Regions from separate parts of the Rattus norvegicus genome. Here region 1 is linked to region 2. The links are chromatin contacts, called in public Hi-C maps. All regions are on one chromosome and are shown on one strand. Each heading gives the region's core, a stretch centred on a gene start, on an enhancer-like site or on the middle of the called end of the contact. The rest is flanking DNA. Distances are from core to core; before and after follow the strand shown. Region 1 holds the start of Actn4 (actinin alpha 4). Region 2 holds the start of Hnrnpl (heterogeneous nuclear ribonucleoprotein L).

Region 1 (6,552 bases), core at 2,487-4,986, 150 kb after region 2:
CTGGCTACATTTTTTTTTTTTTTTTGTAAGTATGTTATTTAATTTTGAAAGCTGCTAAGGAGCTGTTAGTCTTAGCCAGCTCCTTAGAGGGGAGCAATTAGAGTAATGGAGCAAAATACCAGATGGCTACTTTGGGTCCTTCATCATCAATCCAAAAGAAAAATGGGGGTAGGGGAGGAATGACTTACAGAAAAACAAAACACTATCAGAGCTTTCAAATAATTAACTCACATTTAATACAGCACGAGCCAAAGGTCAGGGTCTAAACACTGAGGTCTGCAGACAATGGCGTGCCAATGAACACTCAAGCTCAGAACAAGGCATTTCCTCTACCTGTGAGACCTTTAGGGGGTAACTCTTGCCCTTCCACAAGAGCAGGAGATGTTCCGGAAGTCACTTTAGGAAAGTGGTCTTCAGTCACATTATCCTAAGGGTTAGTTAGGTCTGATTAGCATTTGGATGGGACAAACTAGGAAAGGCAACTGGGGACTCTTAATTGCTCAAGAATTTGTTTACAGGCCAGTAGTTCCGTGTTATTCAGAAGGAGGCTGGGGCACATGGATCACCTGAGCCCAGGATTCAGGGAAAACCTGAAAACAAATCTAGACTAAACCAACTATAATGAAATATTTTTTAAAAACTAGCCCAGGGCTGGAGAGATGGTTCAGAGGTTAAGAGCACCGACTGCTCTTCCAGAGGTCCTGAGTTCAATTCCCAGCAACCACATGGTGGCTCACAACATCTATGAATAAAATAAATAAATATTTAAAAAAAAACCAAAGAAAACAAAAAAAAACCTAGCCCAGTCCCTTGTCCTCCCACGATGTTCAAGACTGCCCTGTGAAACACCTGTCGCATAACCTCCTTATCTATAATGCCTCGGGTATAGGGGTATAGCGTGAAGGGCTTCCAGGTAGGACGGACATACTCTTGACTTGAGCTAACTCCTGCTTCAGCTGTTCTGGCCACAGAACTTTAGAGTGTGTGAACAAGACTATCATTCTCCCTGTGGTGGGAATATCTACATGCCTTGGAGAGGCAAGAAAAGCCTGTCATTCACCTTCACAAAAGTTGCACTGGAACATGAGAAAGGCCCAGTCATAAACAAAAAAGGAAAATTCTAGCATTCCTGTTGGGGCCTGGGTTGAGGATTCTTATAAGGAAAAAAAGCACCAACTGGTATATTCCTTTCATAACTCCTCCCCTCATGGCACCAGGAATCTTAGCCTATGCAGGATAGGGTGTAGAGGTGAAGCAATACTTTCCCCCCAAAGAACAGCGAAGTGTAAATATTTGCTGGAGTAGGTTATAAAGCAAGCACACTCGAGCAGGGCCCTTCCAGAGCTGCTGAAGCAACTTTAGAGAACATTGAGAGCCACCCTGTTCCTCGGCCTTTCCTGGCTGGGAAAGAAGGGAACCAGGAAGGAGCCGGGGAAAGTGACACAGGCAGCCATGAGGGCTCTGGTGAGTCCTGGTTCCTGTCCAGGATCTGAACACATACCAGTCTCACCATGCACCCTAAAGAGTGGCATGGAAAAAAGGGGGGACACCAGAGGTTGGTACTTGTGAAAGGAGGATGGTCCCTACTCCTGTTATACAGAGAAAAGGGACGGGGGCATAGCACTTTTCCCTAAAGATCCAAGACACTCTCAAAGTCAACGCTGTGACCCCGTTTCCTTCCAGCTTTCCAAGTCTTTTGGCAACTTTCAACCTTTTCCAATCTCACATGGCCTCGGGGAATAAATAATTGTTGAGATCCAGACTAGATCTCCCCTGCCTTTCAAAATGCACTCGTCTCTCAGCTATCATTCCTCAACTGTTTCACACACCCACTTTTAGGTTAAAAAAAGGTGTAAGATGCCATCCTTACACCACTGCTGACTTCCACCCCATTAGTGACGGCTGAGAGCATACAAGCTGACATTATGATTGAGCCAAGGTTACACCAGGTCCCACCTCAGGCTTCCCAAGTCACAGCGGCTTCTTCCACCATCGACCCTCCAGACTGGGTGCTTGGGCCCAGCCATATAGTAACTTCCCTGCCCCCCCCCCGGGGGGGGTGTCTGGGAAATGTCACCAAACCGGCTCTCTCCCATACCCTCAGGGCCCAGCTCCCAAAGTCCCAACTCCATGCACATTCTGTGGGCAGAGTCACCAAAAGCACACTTCTGATCGCCCTAAGAGCAAGGGCTTCATCCAAAAGCCAGTGCCCATCAGTAAGCTACAAATCTGGAAACCCTCGACCTCTAGAACGCGTGAAACCGCTTCTGATTTCAATTTTAAATTGCCACCCTCTTCACACACTTGTGAGCCACCCCCACGCACCCTTCTTTAGCTCTCCCTGCACATCCTCACACCCTCTCTCCCATCACTCCGAGTTTCCTTTTCAACCGCCCCGGCCTCCTCCTCGAACCTCCTCCATACCGTGGCTTCCCTTGTACACTGCCTCCACGCCCCTGAATACCAACGGGAAATACTGCTTTAGTACCCCTTCACCTATCGTCTCCATCAAAAGTACTTACCTACTCTCCCAGGACACTCATTTCTTCCTCAGGCCCTGCATTACCCAGGGCCTTTCTAATCAGACTTCCATTTTCCCAAACTAACCTCCTCCCATTATCCTCCGGCTCCTACTGTTCTCACTCTTATTGAACTATTTTCCCGTGGGCCTGGAACCTTTACTGTTTCACTGCCTCTCCCTTCTTCAAAGCCTCCCCATCAATTCTAATTGTGCCCCTTATCCTCTAACAGCAAGGCACCCTCAATAAACCTCACCCCCTTCACAGACATCTGTTCCTAGGCCCCTAACTTCTGCCCTAAACACCTACCTTCTCAGACCCCTAGTCCCATCGACCATCTTAACACCTAGCCACCTCATACTTCAAGTCCATGTAGACTCCCTGGTCCTCCCTCCCGTCTCAGGATTCCACAATCCTCTCCTTAGTGGCCCTTCTTTATCTTTCCTGATTCTTCATCTCTTCTAGAACCACCCATCCAACACACACACACACACACACACACACACACACACACACACACACACACACACAGAGACACGGCTTCCAGCAATTCCAATCTCTTCTTCAGATTCTCTGCACTCCAGACCATCTCCTCCACACAGATTCCCAAACCGCCAAATACTATCCGGGCTCACCAGTTCCCTTCCCGGACCCCATTGCTTGCCTGGGCCCTACCAATGCTTCCTTTGACCCTACAATCTCGCCTTAAAACGCAGTTCCATTTCAACCTCCCGAGTCGTCTTCTCGTTTGCCCCAGTTCCCCGTGTCTCATACCTGGCCGCCACTTCCCCCCTCCCCCTCCAGATTCCCAATTGCTTCTTTAAGCTCTGTAATCCCTCTCCGGGACTCCAAACTCGTTCCCGGACCCGCCAATTGTTTCCTAGGACCCCCTCCAGACCTCCCCTCCCCGCGCAGGACGCCATCCAGCCCGGATCACGGGCCGCGCACCTTGCGCTGCTGCTTCTCCCAGGCCGGGTCCAACAGCAGGTCCCGGTCCCAGTCATCCTCCTGGGCCATGTAGTCGCCCATGCCTCCGCCGCCGCCCGTGCCATTGCCGCCGCTGCTTGGGCCGTACTGGTACGCCTGGTTCGCCGCGTGATAGTCCACCATCCCGCCGCCTTTCGCTAGCCCGCCAGCCGGTCCGCTACCGCTCAGCTCCCGCCCCTATGTCGGAGCCTACGACTCGGCCGCCGCTTCAGCTGCTTTCAGCCCGCCCAAGACTGACGCCTGCGCAGTTCACTCGCCGCGCCTGCGCACTGCGCCGCCACCGCCACCGCCCTCCCGCGCGCGCGCACCTAAAAAGGCGAGCCCGCCCCCGGGTGCTCGGCGCCGGCGCAGAATGCACCTCCGGCCGCCCGCCCAGCGTGGGAGCCCAAGCGCTTCTCTAGCGTGAACGCGCGCGTCAACCCCCCCCCCGGGTGGGCGGGGCCCAATCATGAATGATTCATAAGGCGGGGCTCGTCATCCGGCTTTAACCTGTTTCTCGAGGTGGAATGTGTTCTCATTCAGCCATTCAGACGTAATCAAAATTTATTTGGTGACCTACTATGTACTTAACCGTGTTTTCTGTCTTAGAACTAAAGAAGTCAGAAAAAGTCCCCACCCTTTTGAAACAATATACAATAAACCTTGCACGATGGTACATAGGGGTCTCTGTTTTCAGGCCGCTAAGACTGAAAGCCTGATAACATGTTGGAGCTTGGGTTACACAGGGATACCCGTCTTAAATTAAATAATGGAGCTTAAAACTGGGCATGGTGGTGACACATACCTTAAATTCCCAACTGGAGGTGTGGACAGGATTCAAGGCCAGACTTGGCACACAGCGAGTTTGAGTCTAGCGTGGGATACATGAGGACCCTGTCTAAAAAAAAAATGAAAAAAGAAAAGGAACTCTAGAATGGACTGGATTTATAAAATCTTCAGATGGGCTTCATAGAAAAAGTAGATAGTTAGAGAAACTCTGAAAGATTCACAAAATAGACATCGAGTTAGATTAGATTGGAATAGCTAGCTAGCCGGGGAAGGCAAGGGATCTTTTTGGACTTGTCTATCTTTGTTCACTCAGCAAACACTGAGCCCCTACTATGTGCATCCACTTTCCAACTACAGACGGCATGATAAACCAGGTCAATTATCAAATGACTAAGTTTGTAAGAGAGATGGGCAACGGTAAGAAACATGGAAACCAGGCATGGTGATTTTTTTTTTCTTTTTTCTTTTTTTCGGAGCTGGGGACCGAACCCAGGGCTTTGCGGTTGCTAGGCAAACGCTCTACCACTGAGCCAAATCCCCAACCCCACATGGTGGTGTATTAACCCCAGCACTCAGGAGGCAGAAGCAGGCAGAACTCTGAGTTTGAGGCCAGCCTGGGTTGACAGAGTGAGTTCTAGGACAATCAGGAAAACTCTGTCTGAGGGAGAGAGAGGGAGAGAGAGGGAGAGAGAGGGAGAGAGAGGGAGAGAGAGGGAGAGAGAGGGAGAGAGAGGGAGAGAGAGAGAGAGAGAGAGAGAGAGAGAGAGAGAGAGAGAGAGAGAAAGAAACTCACAGGGCTTCTTAAAAAGAGGTAGTCAGCATCCACCACTCCAACAGCCTTCTTCCTGCCCTCCCACCTCTGTCTCCAGCCCCAGTTTGTTATTGTCATTTGATTTCTTTTAAATTTACATGTATGTATTGTGTGGGGCAGAGGTGCACATGTCACATGTGGAGGTCAGAGTTGATTCAGTGTTTTTACTACCTGGGATCCTAGGGGTCAGGCTCAGGTTGAGCAGCTCCACTGCAAATGGAAGCGTTTGGAGGTGTTGGTTTTGTTTTGTTTGAAACTGGGTCTTAATAAGTAGCCCAGGCCTGCCACCAACTCACTATGTAGGAGATGACCTTTGACCACGAATCTATCTCCTGCTACCTCCTGAACTCTGGTCCCTCCTTTTCTTTTGCTTTCTTTTTTTTTCCTTTCCCTCCCCTTCTCTGTCTTTTTTTCTCCTAACAGGATCACACTCTTCTACCCTGCCTAGTGTGGAACTCAGAAGAGCCATACACATCCTTAGCAGAGCACTGCTGGGTCAGACACCCGAGTCAGACCACAGCCCTCCCTGCTCAACTCTGAACCTCCTGTGTCTCCACTCTTAGAAGTCAGAAAAGCTGGAAAGGCTGCTGGGTGGGGTTGCTTTTTCCTGGTTTAAACCCGCCCTTCCTTAGTAATTTAGAAAATTTTTATTAGTTGAGACTCAATGTGATGGCTCACATACAGGTAAAGGTCCTGGTGGCCCAGGCTGACAACCATAATTCAATCCCTGAGACATGTAAGGTCAAAGGACCAACCATCTTGCAGAAGTTGTCCTCTGACTCCCACGTATGTCCTTTTACAAAAGGAAACATAATGAATCTAGATATTTAAATACAGAAAATATAATTGCACGGAAGGAATGGGATTCTGCCAGATCCAAAAGAAACTCAGGACAAACGGCTAACTGGGGTGCATATTAGCATACCAAAGGGCACGGAGGCTTCTTAGCTCCAGGATTACCTAAACTCCTCTCAGCCCTCCTCATTCCTATAATCCCGCCCTTGGGCTTACAAGCCCTTTGCCCTCTTGGCTCTTGGTTCTCTCAACCTCTGTTCTCTGCTTTCTCTCCCTCTGCTCTCTTGCTCTCCTCCCCTCCCCCTCCTCTCATGGCCTGGCTCAGTCTCCTAATCAGGTTTAGTCGACTACTTTCCCTGGGTGCTCGGGACTCTTCCAGGTGCCTCTGGCTGTGCTCTCTCTCAGACCTACAATAAAAACCTCCCCTGGTAGCACATGCCTTTAGTCCCAGCACTGGGGAGGCAGAGGCAGGTGGATTTCTGTGGTGAATTCAAGGCCAGCCTGGTGTACAGAGTGAGTTCCGGGATAGCCAAGGCTGCACAGTGAAATCCTGTTTCAAAAAAGCAAAACAAAACAAAAAGCCCTTTCTCCTCAACCTTACCCTGAGCCTGTCAGATTCAGTTTCCTTATGGCATTTCATCATCCGTGTCCTAGACTTTGATGACTATATCC
Region 2 (5,933 bases), core at 1,483-3,982:
CCACACCCGTTTCTCTCAGGCAGTATACATAATTAAGACTGTGAGGAGGCTTACAGACTAAAATGGCTAAGAGGTGCCACTGGAGTCAAAGGCAGTTGGATGAAAGGGAGCAAAGACAGAACTAGACTGGAGAGTTGCTTCAGCCGTTAAAAGCACTTGTTGCTTCTGAAGAGGGCCAGGGGTTCAATTCCCAGCACCCACACGTCAGCTCACAACCAGCGGGTGGGTAACTCCAGTCCCTGGCGATCGATCGGACCCTCTTCTGACCTCAGCAGGCAGATTTGGGTAGGTGGCGGTTTACAGGAGCTGTTAGAGTCAGATGACCTACGTGTGGACACCCCTAAGCTGTCCTTAAATTCAAAACTCCCTCCTCAGCTGCATAGCTGAACCTGAGCGTGGGGTATAACCCCTGTGCTTAGCCATGGTTCACCCTGCATCAGTTTCCATGTCAAACAGCAGCTTGTGGCATCTTAGGTCCTCTGAGCCTGCTTACCCATTTGCACAACAAACATGTCTACATTTATCTCCAAATCACTCGGCAAATGGGGGAAAGTGCCACGTAAACCACAAACCACTAGAGGACTTATTTCCCTGGGTAGGGTGGAAAGTGGGATGGAGGGTGAGCAAGAACACGGAGCCCGAACAAACACAGCCGCTCAAAGTTCTTCCCATTCTGTTCCAGACTCGGTATCTCCCTCAGTCCCCCTTTCCCCTAGTGAAAAGAGGTCGTGGTCCCTTTAAGGTCCGCCCCTCCCTCCCCCAAAACTTCCCAGTGTCTGCTCTTTTCGATCCCGGACGGCCGGCCAAGCTCGCCGCCGAGCTGGTAGGGGACAGGGCAAGGGGTCCGGGAGGGACGTGGGAGGGTGGGGGGACCAGCGGGACGCACGCCGCGCCGGCGGGAGGGCGGGGGTCAGGGTGCGGGAGCAGCGGGCACCGGCACCAGAAGCCGCCCCGAGCGCGGGTAGTGTACGAGCCGCTAGCAGTGAACACGGTCTAGCCTAGTGCGGACAGCCCGCCGGAGTGAGGGGCGTCGGGGCCCGGCAAAGGGGAGGATAGGAGACCTCCCGCTCCCCTCCCCCACTACCGCCTCTGACGTCGACGCGGGACCCCGCCCTTCTGCGGGAGCGGCCCGCCCCCCGCCCCCGCGCGTCACCTGCTGCGCCGCGGCGGCGTACCCCATCTTGGGAGTTCCTGCTTTGGAGTGTGTGTGTCCGGTGAAATTGGTGGAGGTCCATTTATATCCTCATCAGCCTCCACCGCTTCCAAACTTTTTTAATTAGGAGAATCCCTGGGTAGCCCAGGAAAGCCCCGAACTCAAGGCAGTCCTGCCCGACTCCAGAGCGCTGGAATTATAGGCTTGCAACCACCACGCCATGCTCAAAACTTCTCCCAACACACGGGGTTCCGTTCTCTGAGCTTTTACTCACATTTCAAACTTAGTCCCAAGCGGATGTCCGCTTTGGGAATGACCTGGTGGAAAGGCCACAGCACGTTTTGGGGCGGCCTGTGAATCTTAAACCGTCTGAAGACCTGTGTGTGTCTGTGTGTGGCCGGGGTAGAGATGTGCCGTGTCTGTGCTAGGCAAGCGCTCCATTGCTGAGCTACGTCGCAGAGTCTGACTCCCTAGTGTCAGTGCGTTCCCTGCTCGCTCACTTCAGGCTTCCAGGATCCTCGGAGGGAGACCAATCGCTTCAAGGCAATCTCCAAGGAGCGAGTCTAGGCCACAAAGCACTCTCGAGAACGCGGGGTGCTCAGCTGCCTCGTGCGAACCGAGTTAAACTATAAAGATCTGCCAAGGTGACTGAATTTAGGGTGAAATGACGGTGCCTGTTAGGCACCGAGTGCTTTATTAGTGAGAAGTGCTCAGATTTGGAGGTTCTCTTTTAAAAAAAAGAGTAACTTCCAGTTTAGGATAGAGTAAAGGTGAAGTAAACGTTCTAATGGGTTATAGCTGCTTTAAATTGCTGTCTTGGTCTAGAGTTGGGGAGCTTGCAAACAACAGGCACGCAAAAGATCGTCTGGGTAGTCCAGTAGTCTTATCCCTGAGAGTCACCTCTTTTACGGAGACCCCCCCCCCCCAAAGTACAGTAGCGCATGCGCCCTTTACGGGGACCGTTCCTAGATTGCGCCAGAGAGCGCCTACGGGCTCTCCTTTTTCACCAATCAGAAGCTATCAGTCATTCTATACCATCTGGCAAGAGGGTATTCTTTCCACTCTCCATTGACCAATCGAGTGGTGACGTAGGAGACGAGCACCTGCGGGACCCATTGCGGGAACTCAAGAGGGAAGGCCTTTCTTGTATCCCAGCGGAGTGGCGCGGGAAGATGGTCGCTGTGACTGGGAGACTCAAGGATTTCAGAGTGACCGATTAGCTAGGAAACCAATGAGAGCAGGAAGGAGGCGGAGCTTCGGAGGCCCACTTCCATTTGCTGTCTGTGGGAAGGCGGAGCGATCCCAAAAACCTGGCCTATTAAATCAGAGTTTATTTTAAGGAGGTGGGGCCTGACGGAATGACTGTCAGGAAGCATCCACCTATAAGGAGTGCGACTGGCGAGTGGGGGCGGTCTTTCCAATAGAACGGCGTGCGTACTATCCAATAGAAATGAGCCGTATGGAAACTTCCCCTCCCCCCAAGCTAGGGCCAGTGGCTCCCCCTATCGGGTGGGGGCGGCGAGTGACGGGCGTGTCCCTCCCCCAATGAGAGGCGGGGGGAGGCGGGTTCTGCGCCGCCATGTCGCGGAGGCTGCTGCCCCGGGCGGAGAAGCGGCGTCGGCGGCTCGAGCAGAGGCAGCAGCCGGACGAGCAGCTGAGGCGGGCGGGAGCGATGGTGAAGATGGCGGCGGCGGGCGGCGGAGGCGGCGGTGGTCGCTATTACGGCGGCGGCAACGAGGGAGGCCGAGCCCCTAAACGGCTGAAGACTGAAAACGCCGGCGACCAACACGGAGGAGGCGGCGGTGGAGGATCCGGGGCGGCGGGCGGCGGCGGCGGGGTGAGGCTGGGGCTTTAGACTCCCGGAAGGAAAGGGAAATTTCGTACTTTAAAGCTATTTATTTTTACGGGGGGGGGGGAAATCTGTGCGCACGCGCTGCAGCCCTCGCGGTTTTTGGTGGGGTGGGGGAGGGGCAGGCGTTGGGCAAACGGCGGGGTTTGCGCGAGGACAGGCACTTGCGCGTGCGCGCAATCCAAAGCGGGGCTTGAGGGGGCGGAGGAAGCGGCTGGCTCTGCAGGCACTGCAGTGCGCAGGCGCCGCGGGCCGGCATGTGGGGGGCCTAGGCACGCGGCCGGCCCGTCTCCCCCCCCCTTTTTTCTTTCTGTGTCCCTATGCGCAAGCGCGTTTCTACAACTAGCTTTAGTGAGCGGGAAGCGGGTGGGCGCAGGCCTGACCTGATGGCCTTAGTCTTAATCGCGATCGCATCCATATAGAAGTTCCCAGACCAAACTAACCTCTTCTGCTGTGTGCTTTGTAAAACGGAAGACGGTTTATGAAAGACAACTGTTTGGAAATTGAGTCAAGCTTAGAAATTTATCACTCGGTTTGCTCAGGGTTCCTGCAGAGGGGAATTTATAAACTAAATTATATATGGTCCGGTGGCCATAGACGGAGGCCATCAGCCTGTTTAGTCTTCTGAAGGTCACGATTGTCATTTCTGAATTAGGGTGCGGTCTGCATTCCTTTCAAAAGTTTTTATTAAAGTCCTCGCTGTGGTCATAGTGTCACAGGCCTTTAATTTCAGCGGTCTGGGGCCAAGGCCGGCAAAATCTCTTTGAGTTTGAGGCCAGCCTCCTCTGCATAATTAATTCCAGGCCAGGCAAGGGTATGTAGTGAGACTCCTCTACAAGCCAAACAAACAGTGCTCTCTTCTTCGGGCTGCTTCTCGTGCTGTAGGCATTTATTACCTTCTCCCTTTTGTTAAAATGTTAGATTTTTCGAGTATTTGAAGACGTTTTAGTTAGGTCTGGTATGTTAACTGCCAAGCTAGACGACTGCAGCTCATGAGGTAGGAGAGAACAGGCTTCAAAAGGTTGTTCTCTGAACATCTCAGAGATGGGTTATGTGGTGTGCTTACCCCCGTTCCCAATAATTTAAGATGAGAGATACCTCTCGTTTGGTGTTGGTGGCGTGGGGGATTTTATAGAGCCCCTTTACAAAGCAGAAAAGACACTGGGTAAATTGGGTTGAGGCTCACAAGTGATTGACAGGGCTAGGGTTAGAAGTCAAGGCTGTAGAAGACAAACCTCGACTGGAAACAGCCAGGAAGGGTGTGCCTTGTGTGGTTCACGCCTGAGAAAGAACCCACTAAGGTTCATAGGTTTCTGCCCAGTGATCTTCAGGCAGGAGCATGGGCCCAGAGTCTAGGAGGCGGAGGAGGAGGAGGAGGAGGAAGAGGAGCTGTGGTAGATCTTACAGGTTGGGATAGTTGAGTGTGGAAGACCTTAGCATAGAGAGAGTAAGACAGGAAGGGCATATTGTCCTGGAAGCCATGTGTCTGGAAACACTTGGTCTTTTGCCCTGACTGGACCTGAAGGTGACTTGTGGTTTCAGTCATTCATTAGATGACCACAGCTTGCCTAGCCAGTGCAGACACAAAGAAGCTAGAGCACATGCAGAGAGCATTCTTAAGACTAGCTCTTCCTGTGGGGGTGGCCCCTTTCTAAGCCGCCCTTCCTGCTGTACTTTGACTCGGAGTTGGATTCCAGGATGTGTCAGAGTGTGAGCTCTGGATTGCCCTACATTTAGCCTTGCTTATCACTAAGCCTTGAGGCTTTTGGTGATCAGTTGCCACTGTATTGGGGTCCCTCTTCTCACTGTGTCTATCTTTTTCAGGAGAACTACGATGACCCCCACAAAACCCCTGCCTCCCCAGTTGTTCACATCAGGGGCCTGATTGACGGGGTGGTGGAAGCCGACCTTGTGGAAGCCCTGCAAGAATTTGGACCCATCAGGTACTTCTTGATGCCAGGGTTAGAGCGCCTTAGCGTCCCTGAGTGTCACTGCTGTCTGGTTCTGAGCAGTGCGGGCTCTGTGACTGTATGACTGTATCCTGTGACTCAGTTCACTCTGGCAGTGTTTCAAGTTTTAGTTCCTTATTCCCCCATTTCTACCCCCCCCCACCCCTGTGGTTCTAGTCTCTTTATTCTCCTAGTGATTTCTGGCTGTATGACCAGACCAGGTGCTTGCTGAGAATAAATGTAATAAAACTGCTCTAGATTCCTTCTCCCACAAAGTTGCCCAGGCAGTGATTGATTAGGACTGTGATTTGCTTAGCGTGGCAGTCTCTTCTGACACAGGAGAGGGGCCAGAAGGGTAACTGGCTTGGAGTGTTGGGGGTAAGAGTTCAAGAAGACCAGGAATCGGTTCACAAGTTGACTGGTTCCTTTCCCCCAAGAGGACTAAAGCTTGTCTTCTCTCTGCAGCTATGTTGTGGTGATGCCAAAGAAGAGGCAGGCACTGGTAGAGTTTGAAGATGTGCTGGGGGCTTGTAATGCAGTAAACTACGCTGCAGACAACCAGATCTACATTGCTGGTCACCCTGCTTTTGTCAATTATTCTACCAGCCAGAAGATCTCTCGCCCCGGTGACTCTGATGACTCCCGGAGCGTCAACAGTGTGCTTCTGTTTACCATCCTGAACCCCATCTACTCCATAACCACGGTGTGTGCTGAAGGCAATCCTACAAGCTGCTCTGGGATCTCCTTCCCCTCTTGTCCCAGGTCCGTCCTCAAGCCAGCCAAGGCCCCTAATCTTGCCTGTTTTTGCTTTCATAGGATGTTCTTTACACTATCTGTAATCCTTGTGGCCCTGTCCAGAGAATTGTCATTTTCCGGAAGAATGGAGTCCAGGCTATGGTGGAATATCCTTTCTGGGAAACTGGTCTCCTTTGTATCTTAGGGCTTAGCAGAGAGAATTCATGCCACATACCTTCATGGAGAC

What was found. A called contact is a pair of places that touch in the nucleus more often than the background predicts.
Region 1: a contact with region 2 is called in a Hi-C map of mammary epithelial cells, with 2.2 times the contacts expected there. The contact joins the promoter of Actn4 here to the promoter of Hnrnpl in region 2. A contact is called at or near these places in 1 of 12 Hi-C or Micro-C datasets (mammary epithelial cells) and 1 of 1 datasets of contacts at active chromatin or transcription factors (oligodendrocytes).

What each region holds. Positions count from the first base shown.
Region 1 is chr1:93,375,584-93,382,135 of GRCr8, forward strand. It overlaps Actn4 (actinin alpha 4), which reads right to left and starts at 3,737. Exons shown (of 21, transcript NM_031675.2): 1 at 3,468-3,737. The coding sequence starts at 3,629. The region is part of intron 1 of LOC103689966 (MARCKS-related protein-like); the gene reads left to right.
Region 2 is chr1:93,225,669-93,231,601 of GRCr8, forward strand. It overlaps Hnrnpl (heterogeneous nuclear ribonucleoprotein L), which reads left to right and starts at 2,733. Exons shown (of 13, transcript NM_032619.2): 1 at 2,733-2,990; 2 at 4,827-4,945; 3 at 5,417-5,654; 4 at 5,768-5,853. The coding sequence starts at 2,733. The region is part of intron 1 of LOC103689966 (MARCKS-related protein-like); the gene reads left to right. It overlaps LOC134483092 (a long non-coding RNA gene), which reads right to left and starts at 2,354. Exons shown (of 2, transcript XR_010059955.1): 1 at 1,154-2,354.